Regions from separate parts of the Danio rerio genome. Here region 1 is linked to region 2. The links are chromatin contacts, called in public HiCAR-type maps. All regions are on one chromosome and are shown on one strand. Each heading gives the region's core, a stretch centred on a gene start, on an enhancer-like site or on the middle of the called end of the contact. The rest is flanking DNA. Distances are from core to core; before and after follow the strand shown. Region 1 has its middle 93 kb from the start of tle3b. Region 2 overlaps LOC141375393 (a long non-coding RNA gene).

Evidence for each region. HiCAR-type assays count read pairs that join an accessible place to other places.
Region 1: a contact with region 2 is called in a HiCAR-type map of caudal fin, with 5 times the contacts expected there. The contact joins two enhancer-like sites. A contact is called at or near these places in 3 of 18 Hi-C or Micro-C datasets (caudal fin, embryo and an unstated tissue) and 1 of 4 datasets of contacts at active chromatin or transcription factors (caudal fin).

What each region holds. Positions count from the first base shown.
Region 1 is chr7:33,830,300-33,836,423 of GRCz12tu, forward strand. No RefSeq gene overlaps it. Among named protein-coding and RNA genes, the nearest start is that of tle3b, 93 kb to the left of the region's middle. Within about 2 kb of position 2,997, at least 14 of the 62 cell types and tissues checked have an H3K27ac peak or open chromatin away from gene starts, as enhancers often do.
Region 2 is chr7:33,616,401-33,622,623 of GRCz12tu, forward strand. The region is part of intron 1 of LOC141375393 (a long non-coding RNA gene); the gene reads right to left. Among named protein-coding and RNA genes, the nearest start is that of paqr5b, 100 kb to the left of the region's middle. Within about 2 kb of position 3,136, at least 12 of the 62 cell types and tissues checked have an H3K27ac peak or open chromatin away from gene starts, as enhancers often do.

The DNA.
Region 1 (6,124 bases), core at 1,747-4,246, 210 kb after region 2:
ATTAAATGGGTTCATTTTGACCTGCAACAAGGAGTATCGGGATCGAATCTGTATCGGTCAATACTCAAAATTTTTGTATTAGGATCAGGTCAGTTCCATAAAATTGTATCGTTGCATCCCTACAAACGACAGACCCAAACACTGACAATACTGTACAAAAAGAGCCACTAAACAGACTGATCATGCAGGATCATACATAGTCCATGTTTAGACAAAAAGGTGAGGCAAACATATTTGATTGCAAATCATAGAAATCATTAAGTTATTTATTGGTATTTATTTTGATGTTGTGCAAAAAACTTTGTAAAACGAATCTTTCATTTAATGCTAATGTCACTGTAAATATTATTTAGCGTGAAAAGGAACACAATCTATTTGCGTTATACTGCCCTGTAGCATTTATTTGATCTAGATGTATGTTTCCAGGTATGTTTTTGCAGTTTCACAAAAATGAACACTGTAAAAAAATGCTGGGTTCCACACAATTCCTTCATGTTGTCCCAACACAAATTGATTAAGTTAGCTTAAGTGTTTTTACAAATGTAAATGGATTGAACATAAAACACACACAAAAAAACACAAAAAACACATACAAAAAAACTCAAGAATTGTGTTTCAGCTGATTTTGAATAAATATTTAGAACAGGCAGCAAAAACGATGTTAGACAAATGAGCTAAACAGCAATCAAGAGAAAGGGATGTAGAAGATGAAACTTTTTTATAAACTCATTTCAAGAGAATCACATGCTTATGATTGACCACGGCTGGTCCAGTATAAGCTATGACATGATTTACCAAGCAGATGAATCCAAACTCACTATAAAAAAACTGTCTTTCATACTCTAGTTAGGTAATCTTGAAGAATCCCCCCTAACCACCCCTACTCCTCCCCCTCTTTCATAGATTATTCGAAGACAGGGTGGCACGGCGGCTCAGTGGTTATCACTGTGGCCTCACAGCAAGAACGTCACCAGCTCGAGTTTCAGCTGGGCCAGTTAGCGTTTCTGTGTGGAGTTTACATGTTTTCCCTGTGCTCGTTTCCTCCCACAGTCCAAAGACAAGCGATACAAGTGAATTGAATAAACCAAATTGGCACCGTATAAGAGCATTTAGTACTTAGCTTTCAATGCACAAACTCTACCAATCAAAAAACAGGTCAAAAGAAAGAATTCAGAAGAGTTTGAGAGACCTACCTGAGCTCAGACTCCCCTATTGCTCTACGAAACAGAGGAAGCCTCTAGCTCGAGGATCTTCTGAGCTCAGGGCTGTCACAGGACAGCATGCCAGACACGCCTTATTATCAATCATCAGCTAAGTGTGAACTCCTGAAATGACTTTAATTGTAATCTGTGTGTTCTCAAAGTAGCAAAATGTAGGTACCTTGTTTTGGTGCGCTTTCTTATAAAATATCCCATAATGACGACATGTTAGCCAGATAAATGCACGAAAATGCATATTAATGTCAGATGTACAGAGCAATTATGACTCTTTGGACAAAGGAGAATAAAAGTGATGTGAAACAGATGTTAAAATTATCCAGAGAAATGCATACTGTGAACTAAGCATGGTTTCAGTCAAACATTATTGTGGCCGAAACTGAATAGTCTTTGCATTTCAACCAAATATTTTGGTGATTGAATGAATAAAAAAAAAAAGCTGATTATCATTAGAAATGGGTTTAACTTTAATGTATTCACTCAAAATCTCTTTCAGCAAACAGGATAGTACACAAATTTCATCATGCCAGTATATCAAAAAAACAAAACGTGACGTTTGTTCTTCACATGAGTAGAACCAGATACAGGTGTTTTTCATTGTGCCTTTCCATTAAAATACAATGAAAAAGCAAAGAATCTTCCATCTGCATGATCAATGCAGGAAAAACAACTCTGACAGAAACAGACAGAACGGAAACAAATATGTTCAGCGACGATGACAGACAACCCCAAAAGATGTCTGCCTTGCTTAAATTATCCAGATCTTACACATCTATAAACATGAGACTACAACCCTCTAAAATCTCTTTATATATATAAATCTAAAACCTCAATATGCGACATAACATCTACATTTATTCATTGTATTTAGCTCAACTCATATTTAAACTCTGACATCAAACGCACTGCCACCAGTACTGACTTTATTACATGTCTGTATCGCATTTAAAACATTAAAACAGGCCTTCCTGTGCCCTTGCTCGTCTTACGGCTACATGTTTGTCTATCTGTATGGTTTTAAGCTACAGCCCTTTGTTCCATCTCTTCTCAAAGCCATGGGAACAGAAGAGGGGAATGTAAAAGCAATATGTTGCAAGAAATGGGAAATGAGGGACTTGATCCTTCCTGTTTTTCTTTTCTCTTTCGCTCTATTCCCCCTTTTACAGGATATTGCGAAGAGGGGATTGTGGCTAGAGGGGAAGAGATGGATGTTAAATGAATCTCCCCCATGAACACTCGAGGTCTGGCTATCAGTGACAACACATTCCACTCACTTGGTCATTATTCCACCTCTTATACTTTGATATACATCTAATATGCTAATGTATATGAACTATTTATGCACACAAACACTCACACACTGCACTTGCCCTCAGGAAAAAACACATCTGAAATGGGGGGCCAGTCTAATTGTCTCCCCTGCCTGGGCTGCTTGCCCAGAGGCCTCCTACACAAACCATTACATTAAATCTGTTATCCAACCAGCCGCAGTGCGCCGTGGGGGCATCTTTAAACACATCCTCCATTTCCGCATGCACACACAGACCTACTGCTGCTTCTTGCAAACCACATAACACAGTCAGGCTGACTGACCCAAAGCAATCAGTACAACCAGACCAAACGCTGTTCTGAAAATTAATACAACAACATTGATTTTCAGGGACATTAATGGCCAACAGGGTATGAGGTTCTGTCCGCAAAACATCTCTGGCTTGGACGGCATGTGTTATGTTAACTGCTGTGTCACAAGACTAGTAGAGGGGTTGGTGTGGTTTCATAAAGAGGAAATGGTGCTTTTGCTTTGAGAGCGGTTACTGTGGCCAGCACTCTCGGGTCTGACCACGGGCCAGTGGAAAGAGAACTTGGGGCTTTCAGAGCAGTGAACAAGTCAAGGGCGGTGGAGGGAAGGAGAGTAATGGGTTGAGGGACAGAAGATGACAGAGGAAGAGAACGGCATGTTACCAGCAGCCAAAGAGAAGCAGGAAAGGCCATTGAAAACAAATGTCTGTGGTCTGCCCAGAGTTTAGGGTGGGGCAGTTTGTGGCGGTGGCCATTGTGAACAACACAATCAGACATAGTTCTTATACAGTTGCAGAATATGCCGACTGAGTCACATGAAAATGAGGGGGTTGTAAACTATGCAGGAACACTGAGGCTTACTCGCTAATAATTTCACATAATTTGCATATTTATGTGTGTAGAAAGAGTTCTCACGCTAAATTTTCCTCAGCATTGACACCACATGCACATACACGTTTGTTCTTATCTTTGTGTAAGGTTGACGACTTCGGATTGATTCTGAATGAGGGAGACCGTGCCCACGGAAAATCCTTTGCATAAAACGCGCCTAAACAATGTTCATATAAAGAATTTCCTTGGACCTCACCTTACTTTTCAGCACGCACTCTCACACAAACCATTGAGTAGTTTACTAAATGAAAATAGAAGTCATCCAAGATGATTGTATACTGATATGTGATTGTAGAAAATTTAAATCTACCAAAATAAATCTATCAAATTGTCATTATATATAAATATCTGGTGATTCATCAAATGCAAGTCAGTGGCTGTCAGCACTTTGGGATAGAAAAACATTGAGGCAATGAAGCAAATCCAAAATCATACCTCTGGATCCTGGTGACGATATGAAGCAAACTGGTAGGAAACATTTACATTACATTTTATCCTTTAAATGACAGCGTGTTCAGTTGGCTGTTGTAAGCCATGGGAAAGAAATATCACACAATTTCATTGTTGTTCTTGATAAATGTACATTTATGCCAACCGAACAAGTTTGACTTATAAACTTCATCACTCACAAAGGATTTATAAACAATAAACACAGGGTGCTTACACCTTTTTAAAAGTCTTGAAATACTTTAAGCACTTTCCAGGGAAATTTTCTAAATAACATTACAAGTGTGACAAATGACATTCACATACATATTTCATTATATTGGATCAGATGCTATATATATTATTGTACAGTATATTACGGTTGTTGCTAGATCTTATATGGATGCGACCGGAAGTTAATGAGAATTATTCATATTACTTATAAAATTTCCCATTTTTTGTATTTTATTAACGTCTACTCCCCCCCAACCCTAAACCCAACCAACACTGTAATGTAACACAGTAGTTGTACCCAGTATTATTTATGCTATCTATCAAATTACCCAATAAATTGTATTTTTCAAAACCTACCCCCACCCTAACTCTAACCTCAACCGTCACAGAACTGTAAAAATATTAAGTATTGTTATACAGTGTCATAAAAAAAGGCTACTATATTGATGTGCATATCGCACATCAGGCTGGCGACGTATCTAATATAGACTTTACTGTATAGTATTCCAAAGTAAGTTTGTGATGTTAGCCCAGAGTTCAGCTTTGAATTACGGTCAATTATTGTTTTAAATGTCATTTACTCTTAAATGTGTCATTTATATATTTCAATATAAAATATTTATTTTTCATGCATTATTCAATCACTGAAATCGTAATTTACTTATTCAGACCGTGAAACCTCCAGACTAAAATGCATGCATTTTCAAGGATTTCCAGCACCCACACGAATCCTGTAAATGATTTTAATATACAGCAGCCTCACAGCATACACAGTCTTTTAATATTTATTATGATTGCAGACATTGAGATACTAACAGAAAATAATTTACACATTAAATATGCTTGTAAACGGAGTAATCATTATTCAAAAACTAAAATAGCAAATACTGCTTTTGGAATATGAATTTTTTTTTTTTGTGAAATCATTTTTTAACAATCTTTAAGCTTGTGCGTCTATCCTTCACAGCATTGTTGTTCATGACATGCTACATGTGAATGCTTTATGACAGCAAGGATTGCTTGGCTGTGGAAATTCTGCTTTAACTTGCAATGTATATTGCAGGAATCAATAGTTTGTATGCGTGGGATCCTCTATTATTCAAGGAACCTTTATAAAGCAGATGGAATAAAAAATGAAGTTTAAATAAAGATGCAAATGCTCACAGTTTAATCAAAGGGTGAACAATACTTGTGAGCAACATATGGTTCAGATATAACACTTTCTATGCTTGCAACAAATGTAGAAAATGGGCAAGGAGTCAGAAAGTTTTACTGGTGAACTATTTGTAGTGAATACTATCTGACTCATAATTCACTGGAAGTTACAAATAATCAGCTAAAGTGACCTTTTGTCCAGTTAACAGACAATCGTCTGTTGTCCCTCTGACCAACAAGGCAGACAAGCAACTTTTATCAGCAATCATTCTCAGAGATGTTAGCAATCCTAAAGAGCAACACATTTTGTGAAACATGCTCATCATGAAACGGATTGTTGAAAGTAAAGCTTTTCAGCATTCATTGTACTTGTGCCAAGCCTGACATATAAGCCAAACACTCACCCTTGACCGGAACAATCCGATACTGGATCTTGTTTTGCTATTGAACACATCCTTTTAAAGCCAAATGTCTGTGTTAAATTGTGTCCAAACATCCATTAAAACTAGATGAAACATTCCTCTGGACTTGAAGCTGTCCCCAAAGATTTCATCCAAAGTTTGTATGTTGTGTATGCTTTTTTCTTTTTCTTTTTTACACTAGAGTGGTGGTCTGAAAGTCCCTAATACTTTTGAGGTCCTCAAGCTGACAACTTTATTAAACCCAAGCTTGCATTACCCAGTAAATTAAAATAACATCTGTAATCAATGCAATTTCCTATTCAGTGTTTCAGAATATTTTTCTTTGTAATTTAGGTGATTGATTTTAACAGACTATTATGTTATGTTAATTTATATCATATTTATGTCATCAAACTGGAAGAAACTATAAAAATCTTTAAAATAAAACTATGATTTTACACTATGGTTGCATTACATCATGTTAAATACATTTTGCAGCAT
Region 2 (6,223 bases), core at 1,886-4,385:
CGCACGTGTGAACACCGCATTAGAGAGCTAGCACTGACAAAAACCAACTTTGTTGTCTTCTCATGCTTAGAACCCATTTGGGCCAAAAAGCTCTGTGTGAACACACCAAGTGGGCGACAGCTGACTAAAACAAGAATGTACTGTACATTCTGTGCCTGCATGAGCGGGTGTATATTTCCAAACCCACAAAAGGACACTGCAACTAGTGCTGCACACATACAAACTGTAATCAATGCAGCATTTACAGTACGAGCCATTTTCACAGTACTTCTTACTCTCTACAGAAGGAATTGCTCATGAAAATATGGCTGATAATGTGCTAATATTGTTATGATATATGTAAAAAAAATGCAACAAAATGGCAGCTGCTTTCTTTGTGTTCATTCTTGACCTCCAACGTTTGCTTAGTTTTGGCACCTTAGTTTTTGTACTTAACTGAACAATCAATCAACCAATGGTTTGTGCATGCCATTTTAATAATTTGTTGTTTAAATATGTTCAACTCCTATCTCCATTACATAATGTTCAATGTTTATTTTGTTTATATACATTATGTTTATTAGAATTTATCTATGTAAGTTTTAGTGCTTCTAGTTACACGTGGTTTATTGTATAACTTTTGTGTTGTTTTTAGGGTGACAATTTTAAGATCTGTCCAGGGACAATAAATGAAAAATAGCATTTTGGCTAATTCTGATGTAATTGCAACAATGCTAAATTATGTACACTGTCCCTGCCTAATAAACAAATAATATAAATTTAATCAGAGCACTCTATTTCAATGACAGCCAATGTAGATTCTATAGTTGTCTATAATAGTAACAACATTATTTGTTATTTGTGTATGCACATTATTGCCTGTTTTTCTGCAACATTGTAATTGCTATTATAATAATAGCTTTATAATGTCTAGTTACTGCTTTCATGAATGAGTCAACGTGTGTGTTTAATAGGAGCAGAGATCTCAGACTGAAGTCACAGCACTGATGAGAGTGTCAGACATGCTGTGATAGTCTGATCTGCTTAAAGCCACTCATTCAGTTTCATTGACTCAACCACTCATCAGCTCAGAAACCTAAGCCCACACACACATGCACTGAAATACACTTTGACATGCACAGACATACATTTCAGTTATATAACACCTCTTAAGCTAATGCATGTCTTCACTAACTAATGTACTTGAAGTTAATAAATAAATTCAAAGTTTGAAGTTTTATTTCGGCTTAACTATTTCAGAACATATGCTTCTTGTTCACTTTGTTTTATCCAACTTGTAAATACACATTTCCATTTTTGTTAGTTGCATATTGTACTTGGTGTATTGTACAATACATATTAAAAATAAATAAATTAATTAAAACTTGCAATCTTACGAATAGAGCGCAATTGTAAAACTGAAATACGCTTTACACATTTTTGGGGATAACACAAAAGCACACCAGCTGATTGGTGGAGAGGAGACAGAGTGATGAATAACATGTTTAAGAGGCTATGATGGACAGAGGCTAGTGGCCAGCTAGTGGGCAGACAATAAAAATTACAATTAATTTGGTAATTTAATAGATAGCATACATAATACTCGGTACAAATACTGTTTTTACGTTACTGTGACAGTTGGGTTTGGGGTAGAAGTTAATAAATACAATAAGAGAGAAATGTAATAAATAATACAAATAGTTTTTGTTAATCTCCAGCCGCAACAGTATCCAATCTAGCGACAACCATTACACCCCTACTATTTTTCGGATTTTTAACAACCACACAGGGTCAGGACCTCGGTTTAATGTCTCATCCTAAAGAGAGTGCTCATCAATATACTGGGGCGGTAGGACCCTGGTTGAGCACCCCATGCTGGTCTCACTTACACTACTTCCGGCAGCAACATACCTTTTCCATTTAGTCTACCATCCAGGTACTGACATCCAAGCCCTTTTTAGCTTCAGTGGACAACCATGTAAGGGTGGTAGACAGCTAGCTGCTGGCCAGCTAGCTGCTTATTAACATGCATATTATTGGCTTGTATTTCTTTAGAACTCTTGATCCATATCTAAACTTAACAACTAGCTTGCTAACTATTAATATGAAACATTAATATAAGTAAAATCATCATTAATAGTCAAAAGCTAGACTAATGGAATTAATATCAAGCAAGCAAAGCTTAGATTTGGACTGGTGCTGAATGAGAGACTTTACACTATTTAAATGACAGTTTTGTTCTAAATAAATCTGTTCAGGTTGGAGGTTGAAAATAATTATTTATAAATGAATTCACAATTACTTCTGTTTGTTTTTACAGGAACAAAAATGTTCACTTGTAACAGTTAATTTACTAGCTAACATGGACCTAAATTCATTTTGTTACTGTTTCATGTATATTGTAATATCACTGCAAAATAACATTGAATCCGAAAATTTGGTTATGGATGAAGGAGAACTAAAACTAAAACATACTGTAATGCTTGTAAACATTTTGTTTTGCACAGTAGCGACTGTAATTTATGTCTCAATTTCAAAAATTCAGTTGTCACTGCATCTCACTGCAACTTATATTTTTTATTCTCTCGTAAAAAACGTAGTGATTTTGACCCAGTGACCCAGTAAACCGAAAATATGGTACATAACTTTATTCTTTATTATTATAGTGAAAATTATTTAAATATTACAAATGAATACACAAAATAATCTAAAACACAAGTCAGATTCTACCCTATTTGTTCAAAGCAGATCAGAAAAACAGCAAATTAAGCAAGACACGAAGATTTGTGAAGCAACTGTGTGAAAAACAGAAAACACTTATAAGCGGAATCAAGAGAGTGTTTCTTCAGCACAGGATCCTACTGAAGTGGAGATGCAAAAAAAGGTGTAAAGACAGATAAGAGGAAACTATTCACACACATACACATACACATACACACACACACACACACACACACACACACACACACACACACCAGATTTTGGCAGGGGAGTGGGCCTTTTGAGACTGTCCTTCCTTCTGCATCTCTTTATCCGTATGGCAGGATGCTTTCAGACACAGCGGGGGGAGGGTGTTAGGGTTAAGGAGGAGGTCTGTTGACAGCACAGATACACACTGATGTACAAATGCATGCACACACATACACACAATAATCCTCTGTCAGAGCAAAACAATGCCCTAGTGAGTGGCTTGGCCCGGGCAGCCTGGCATCCACTCTCCCGCATCTTCAGTTCCTGGCCTGACTGGTGCCAGTACTCCTGATTCTTTCTGCCAAACGCATAAAGAAAGAGAGAGAAAAGGGGCCCAGCAGAGGAGATGGATAGCGTCTTCAGATATTCCGGTAAACAGACAAAACAATTCTTCCAAAGAAGAAAATAACAGAAAAGGCCACAAAAACATTCCAGGACTAGGGATGGGTGATATGGCCTCAAAATTATATCACAATATTTTATGGTACTTATTGAGATAATGATAATTTTGACAATCATTTATACATATCCACTGAGAGATTAATAAAAAATCCAGTCTTTTTAGAGAAAAGTTTAAATTTTTATGTTTTTAATTTTTATTTTTATACATTATTTAAATTTATTTAAATTTTTATGTTTTTTATTGTTATACATTTATTTTTATACATGCTAGGGCTGGGCAACATGGCAAAAATGCAATCTCGATAATTATTTTCTATATTGAACGATAACAATAAACATTTTAATGTAAGATGTAATGCTTCCACCTTTAAAAGTGTATCCCAACCATGACTGAAGGCAGATACTGCTGACAGAGAAGTGGAGAGAGCATGCTAAACAATATTGGGTGACACAGCATGAACTTTTTCGGACGATAAATTTCAGAGATCAAGAAAATTAGTGAATCTCTAATATCAACACAATTATAGATTCCTCTTGCATAGTTCTGCTGTGTGATTGGCTCTTAGGATCAATATTAAGTAAAATTGTCGACAGCTTATCATCGTTATCGACATAAATTATTGCGATTCGATATTGTTTATCGGCCCAGCCCTTCTACATGCCCACTTTCCTGCAGAGCTCAAACATAAATAAACACTGAAGCAGCTGATCAAACTTTTTAGTATCATATAAAATATATATGCAGATCTGCTAAAGCAGGTAATGGACTTTGCGGGATAGTGGGCAGAGTTTAGGATCTCGATCAAACTTTAAAATGCTTTCTGTGTCATTCATACTTGACACTAGAAGGCGCCCTTGTACAAAACCTCCACATATGGGTTACTGAAGAAGACATTGGCTGTGGTCAGCTATCCCTGCATGAGGATAAAGAAGATAGAAACAGATAAATAGAGCAATTTGAAGAAAATAAACAAACGCTTGTAGCAATATCTAATTTTTTTGTGTTCAAGTTATTCTGGGTATTTATAAGCATTACAGTATAAATTATGCCAACTATTCCGGCATATGTTTTAAGTAAGCGGCAACATCTCGCTCTCCCTCATGAAGCCAATACAGAAGTGACTGAAACTGCAATTCATCGACTGGCCTTTGGGGGCTGGCTCCAGGAAGATCAGATGTTCACTGACTGCAATGCTAAATAGGTCAATTTTACAGCTGATAAAAACATGTTTACAGCCTGGTACAAAAGATGGCTTTAGTGCATATAGCTAATATTACCCTAATATTACCCTACATTACATCTGTTTCTTTTATATTAAGTTATATAAAGTCTGCATAATTAAGGGCGTGGCCACCTGATTGACATAGGTCTTGCTGGTGGCAGTCACTTCACCTCAGCTGATTCCAACTGATTAGCCGCTGAGTTCACCATATACATCATATTTTTGTTTTGTTTTATGTTGCTTTACACAGTCAGTTGCCTTTTTGGAATTATTTCCTACAATTTTCAGATAATATGGCATGCTGTGTGTACTTAATTGTGCTCACAAATCATTCAAGTTGCCTCCACTTCCCAGACTATATTTGAAGCATTTGGAAGAAATTTATGTTTTCCTCCTGTAGAAAAATGTCATAAGTACAATGTTTAATGTGTTACAACAGTGTTTTTAAAAAACTAAACACTTTATTGATATAGTATACAACCAAGTACATGTGGTCAGAACACAAATGAGTCACAGGTAATGAAGAATTAAGCATTTCTCCCAAAGAAAAGCCTTTCTACGCAAAATCCTAGCAGGCGTCTGTAGCTCCTCTGACACTCTGCTTCTTTTCCTTTGTTTGGTCCCCCTCGGTCGTTGTGATGACGCGTGAACAAAATGGTGACGATTGGCCACGCCTACTTGTAGCTTAATTTGGGCTCTTCAGAAACATAAGAGTGAAGTCACAGATACTACGTCCTTATCTTTTACCATCTATGGTTTTACGCAGGGGATGTTCTTTCAGTCACAACCCAGCACTGGGAAACACCCATACACTTGCATTCACACACACTCATACACTACGGCCAAATTAGTTTATTCAATTTACCTGTATCGCATGTCTCTGGACTGTAAAGAAAACCAAAGCACTGGAAGAAACTCAGGACTCGAACCAGTGACCTTCTTCCTGTGAGGTGAGAGGTAACCACTGAGCCACCATGCTATCACAATAGTAAATTATTGCACAGATCAATTATAGTTTTTATTGTATTACGCATTTTTTTTTTACCTAGGGGCAAATTTTACCGGTATATTGCACACAATAAAATACCGCCCATCCCTATCAACAACAAAAGATATTTCCCTCTGCCAATCAGACCTTCTGCATAAAAATTCACAGAACAGCCAATGGTAAAACCCTGGAGATGCTTAATTATCGTTATTACACACAGAGCGCTCAGAAATATTTGAAAAAGGTCTGATTGGTGGACAAATTAAAGAACAATCAGACATGTCTTAGCAAAGTTCAAACGCTAACACCGGCTCAATGACATGTACAGGGATGAAAATCAGAGTACTATAAAAGTCTCAGAGGTCTAATGCTTCTACCCTTTATCTCTCTCTCTCTTCTCTAGCTTCAGTACTCCAGGCCCAAAGTGCTCATTTGAGATTAAATAAGTCATTGTCTAGCAATCATTTATTCTTAATGAATTCCAGTCCTTCTTTCAGATCCCTCTGTCCTCTTGCACTTAGCTCTGCCCTGTTCTTTCTCGTCATTCAGAGATGTAATATGAGAGAGGAGAGAAAACATTGAAAGCAAGAGAAACAAATATTGTACATAACATAGCAAAAATAGCAAACTCAGTATATTGTTTTTCAATTTAAAATACTCA